Regions from separate parts of the Ovis aries genome. Here region 1 is linked to region 2. The links are chromatin contacts, called in public Hi-C maps. All regions are on one chromosome and are shown on one strand. The core of a region is the stretch at or near the end of the contact, and the rest is flanking DNA. Distances in the headings are between cores, read along the strand shown.

The links. A called contact is a pair of places that touch in the nucleus more often than the background predicts.
Region 1: a contact with region 2 is called in a Hi-C map of hypothalamus, with 4 times the contacts expected there. The contact joins the promoter of SH3KBP1 here to the enhancer-like site in region 2. A contact is called at or near these places in 4 of 16 Hi-C or Micro-C datasets (blood, hypothalamus, liver and 1 more).

The regions. Positions count from the first base shown.
Region 1 is chrX:18,406,808-18,409,507 of ARS-UI_Ramb_v3.0, reverse strand. SH3KBP1 (SH3 domain containing kinase binding protein 1) reads left to right here and starts at 1,349. Exons shown (of 16, transcript XM_060407724.1): 1 at 1,349-1,720.
Region 2 is chrX:18,281,194-18,283,893 of ARS-UI_Ramb_v3.0, reverse strand. All of the region lies in intron 1 of SH3KBP1 (SH3 domain containing kinase binding protein 1), which reads left to right. Among named protein-coding and RNA genes, the nearest start is that of SH3KBP1, 130 kb to the left of the region's middle. Within about 2 kb of position 1,418, at least 11 of the 54 cell types and tissues checked have an H3K27ac peak or open chromatin away from gene starts, as enhancers often do. A contact at or near this core is called in hypothalamus, where this site is marked.

The DNA.
Region 1 (2,700 bases), core at 100-2,599, 130 kb before region 2:
GTCTAGATTTCTCTGATACACACAGAAAGTATTAGAAGGATGAAGCTACTGATTTCTTGTTGGTAAGACCCTGACTTTGAAGGGTTTTTTGGTTTGTTTTAAGCTAATGAAACAGTTATAAGTACATCTTTCTGTAGAAATCCCAGGATGTAACCAATTTACAAGAGTTGCCCCAACATTATTGTTGAGGCAGGAAGACAACCTGTATTTGGTAAGGGGTCTGTTTTTGTCACTTGTGGATTCACTAACCCTCAGTCTCCTCCATTTTTCAGTGGTCAATTATTTAGTTTCTTTGAATGTAATTTCTTTATTGTCTTTATTTTCTCTCTTCCTGAATGTCTCCCATCTATTTCACTATCTCTTCCTACCACCAGATGGTGGAAAGGGAAAAGGAAATAACGAGTCGGTAAATGAATGTGGTGGATGTCAGAGTATGGTGAAAGGTGTGGTAGTGAAAGGACTCCAAAAGGAGCTTGTGCGTTACCTGTGAACTAACATAAATTCGCTGTTTTCATTTTAGTGCCCACTCAAGGGTAGGCTGCCCTGATCTGGGGATCAGCTCAGTGTGGCACAATGTTGCCTGTTGGTGGGGAATTGGCTCAGTGGATTCCTGGGAACATGAGAGCCTGGAACATTGCTGAGCAGTGAATCCCACCTGACTCAGGCAGGGGGGTGCTGGGTTAGGAGTCCGTATGAGGGTCGGTGTGTGGCGATGCAGCCCACTGGCTTCACTTCTCTTTCTGCATCTCCAACCCACCACCCCCTACAAGCCGAACTCGCGCCTGGTCTGCCGTTCCCACGCTGCACTGAAGGGAAACAGCGTTCCTCTCCCTCCGTAGGATAAACCCCTTCTCCTTCCCAACAGCCCCCTCTGTGAAGCCTTCTGGGTTGCCGAGACGCCCCGGGATTACCTGTCATCACCCTCAGCAGGTGTTCAGCCCCTCACCTGCCCACGGTCTCCCCTCCCCCAACCTGGCCTCCACCTCACGTCGCACCTTTGGGATCAGCTTTTTCCATCTCCTTTCCACGTGCCCCTCCACCTGGACGCCCCCTCCCCTCAGACCCTTCCTCCCCTCCTCTGGTCTCGAGGAGTCTCGCGGCATTTCCCGGGGCGTTAGCGGAGCCGCCAAAGGTGGGGGGCAGCCTCGCAGAGCTGGGTCCCTCCCCAGCAGGCGGTGAGGGGGGCGCCGGAGCGCAGCAGTCACAGAGACGCCCCGGGCGCCAGCCCGGTCCCTCGAAGGCTCCGCCCACTGGCCCCGCCCCTCCAGCCCCGCCCCCGCCCTGGCGGCCGCGCGTCCCCGGCAGGCGGAGCCGCAGGAGCGGCGGCGGCGGCGGCGGCGAGGAGGAGGGGAGAGCGGGCTGCGCGGCCGCGACTGCTGGGCACTGGGCTGGGTGGCGCTTTTTTTTTTTTTTTTTTTTTCGCAATTTCCACTAGCGGGGAGCAGGAAACCCGGCGCAGCCGGGCGCAGCGGGTCGCGATGCAGCAGCAGCAGGAGTCGCCCCGGGGCAGCAGCAGCAGCAGCAGCAGAGGCAGCAGCGGGCGGCTTTGAGCCGCCGCGGCCGCCGCTACAGAGGAAAAAGCCGACCCAGCCATCCGACCCCCGCGCCCACATACCAGCGCCCCGAATCCCGCGCCCAGGTCCCGGCGCCTTGACCCCCGCGTCCGCCTCCGCTAACTTTCACGCTGCCTCGGCGGCCCGGCCCGGCTCGACGCCAATGGGTGAGTGGGGGGCGAACGGGTGCTCACCGCAGCCTGGGGCGGCGCGCCTGTCCCGGGACCGCGGAGCTGAGGAGGGCGCCCTAGGGGCAGGGCCCCGGCGGGTGACACCGGGGTGGGCACCCTGCCTGCCTCGCGCGCCCCTGTTCACTCCCACTCGCGCCCGCGTCCCTGCCGAGCCCGCCCGGCGCCCACTGGAACCCCGCGGGGGCCTGGGTGGAAGAGCGCGGGGGCCGGCCCGGGGCGGCTGGCGCGGAGGGATGCAGGGGGTGTGGTTGGCTTTTCGGGTGGGCGGGGAGAGTTTTGTCTTGGCCATTTTCTCGCCCCCAGCGCGCCTTCCTTGCGCTGAGGGCGGGGGTACCGGGAGCTGGTGGGCTCCGGCCCTGCGCGCCGCTTGCCATTCCCGCCTGGCCCCGCTGCAGAGGCGGCGGGGGCCCGGGTGCCTTTGCCGGGGGCTGACGTGGTGGTGGGGGTGGCGGGAAACGCCCCATTACCCGGGCTGGCGTGCAGTCCTAGGGTCTGAAGCGCCTTGACCCGCCTCCCTTGACGTCCCTCTTCCTCTCAGCCCTGAACCCCTCTCTGCCAGCCTGCCTCTCTTCAGTCTGGCAAGCTCTCTGCTCGGTGATGCTCAAAGGGCACTTCCCACACCCTCTAAGTCTGCAGGGTTGGGGAACTGGAAAGGGTGATATAGTCCTTGATTTACTGGTCAAAGATCAGTTCTAAGTAGCCAACAAACTGTTATGTCCCCTGGGTCCCATCTGGTATAGACCCCAGAGTATTGGAGCCACGTTGCCCAGACGAACTGGCACTTTATTGGGCAATGGACTTGAGATTGCCGGGGCTGTTAAACGTTTGGCCCACCCAGGTAATATTCTTGGTGGTAGGCAGTCTGTTTTTCATGCCTCTGGCAGATTACTTTGAGGTGTTTCTAGGCCAAGTATAGGAAGACTGTAGATTTTAATAAATCATAATGAAGTGAGACC
Region 2 (2,700 bases), core at 169-2,668:
CCGTTTGCCTGCTGATGGACTCTTGTGTGGTTTCTGCTTTTCGGCTTTTGTGAATAATGCTGCAGCAAACGTTGGCACACAAGCATCTATTTAGGTCCCTGCTTTCAACCCTTTGGGGTGTATTACCTGAAAGTGGAATTGCTGGATCATATGGTAATTCTGCGTTTAACTTTTTGAGAAACAACCATGCTGTTTTCCACAGTGACTGCTCCATTTTGCATTCTCACCAGCAGTGTATGAGGATTCCATTTTTTCCACATCAGCACTCGTATTCCTTTACAAAAAAAAAAATCTAGCCATCTTGGTGGGAGTGAAAGGGTATATCATTTTGGTGTTGATTTAAGTTTTCCTAGTGAATAATGATGTGGAGCATCTTGTCGTGTTCTTATCGGCCATTTGTATATTTTCTTTGGAGAAATGTCTGTTCAGGTTCTTTGCCTGACACTCATATTTTTGAGGCAGTATGGGAGGAAGGAGAGAAATAGATTAAGGAAGTAGATAGAGCCCAACTGGGTGGCTGGTTAGATAACGAGGATTAACACTGAGTCTTCCAGCCAGGGTAAGTGTGCAGATGATGAGCTATCAAGCGGGATAGCTCCCGTCGCTCCCAGAGAAGGGGCAGATTGGAGGGAAGATGTTTGGTTTTGGTGAGGTTACACTGAGCCTGGATGAACCTGGTTGTTGGGCCAATGGAGAGGCTGTAGGATGCACTGCCGTGGCTGCGTGTCTGGTTGGTTTCTTTGGAAAAGGGCAAGGCATATTTTTGGTTTTGTCTCCTTGCTTCCATCTAAGAAGCAACTTATGGAATTGTGTCATCATTAGGCTTATGTATCTGGCAAATGTGAACAATCATTGGTGTGGGGCACAGAATCTGAAACTTATGAACCAGATCCTCTCCTGTTGCTGGTTTCTCAGCCCTTAAGCACCTGCTTCATCAGATCAGTCCTTCAAAACTTGTGAGGTGCTGCTCTGAAGCCTTGGGTGTGAACATTCTTGACAACCATGGCTTCTGAGGCTTTTCCCAGTGACCACCCCAATTTTTCAAATGTTTGCAACCCCTTCATCCTTCCCCAGCTGCATGCCATTAGTGGTTAGTGCTAAGCAAGTACTCAGCATGTCACCCACAGCCCACTGAATTTCTCTGAATCACTCCTTGGCAAAACTGGATGTTGCATCACTGCATTCATTATATTGTGTCCAGTCGGGAAATTGGTGTTTGCATGGTCATACCCACCCTACAGTGGAGAGTGATGTTTAAGCAACTCTTCTACCCCCAAAGAAGCAGCCATTGGGAAAGAAGACCCCACGGTGGCTGCTTTTCTGTATTTCTAGAGCCATAGCAGGCTGGCAGCCATCACTAAGAAAGCATCCTTTCATGCAACTCAGGCTGGCAGTGTTTGCAGATTGTCCCCTGATGCCATCTGCCTGTGAAGCTGCACAAACCCCCAGTAACTGCTGTTCTAGCAGGCGCCGGGCTGCTGAGGTGGGAGTGCGTATACATACACGCGCATGCACACAGCTTTACGCTGTGTTGGCCTGGTGCGCCAGCTGAAACTCTCAACCTAGCAGAGCACCAGCCACAGTTGCTGGTTTCCGGTGGGGCCCTGGTAAGGGAGAAGAGGGCGAGGCTGTTGTGAACAGGGCCAGCAATCGGGGAATTGGATACGGTAACTAACACTTGGGTGTGTAGGAAGCTGCTAGGCAGTGGCTATGTTTTGACAAGCTTTTGTTCTGTTCTTTCCACCTCTGCCCAGGCCAAAGTGTGGCCTCCCACCAAATTTTCCATCTTCCTGTTCATTCATTGAAGGACCCATGCCCAATTCTTGCCCCAGCCTCTTTCTAAAAAACACATCTTTCCTCTTTGAGCCCTTCCTGACACCCAGGTATGCTTTGACTCCAGGCACTTCACTTTCCCTTCTTCCCAAGTCAATGTGATCCTGGGTCCAGACAAGCCCAGAACCCCAGCCCAGATCTGCAGCTTGTGAATTACTATCATTTCTGACTTTTACTGCTTTTGAACATAATTATGTAAATTATTAAGCAATTTGAAATGATTGTATCAGGCATCAGGTTTTAAAAATCCAGATCTTAATGGAGCTTTGATAAGAGACTACCTCATGTAAACTTTGTGTGTAAAGCGTTAGGTATTTTGGGCTTGAATTTCTGTTCCAACTCCTCAGCTCTGCTGTTGTGGCATCAGAATAGCCATAGCAAATACCTAAATGAAATGAATGGGCTTGTATTATAATGAAATTTTATTTACAAAAACACATGGTGGGCTTAGTTTGCCGACCTCTGGCTTAGAACGATAGTCTTTAGTTTGTTATCTCTGTACTTTTCTCGGTTAAGGATTTAAAAGCCAGAGGAACTTGGTAACTGTAAATGAACTTAAGTCTTCTTTTGGGTTTAGCATTATTGTGAGCGCAATGGTGATGTGGGAATATACTTCTTTAAACCCCTGTTGGAAGAATAGAAACCAGAAAGTTTTTGAGGGGTGACTGTCCTTGGCCAAAGCTTGTTGTTCAAAAAGTAGAACAGGCTGTCCCTTAGAGTTGTATGGTGGCCTTTATGATCACTTGAGCATAGTCACAGAAGGTTGCATCACTGTATTGGACATTATTCTGTTTTATAGGACCAGGTGCTTCTCTACTAAATGTAAGGAAAACAAACAACAGACACATAGGAAATGGTGTTTCTAAA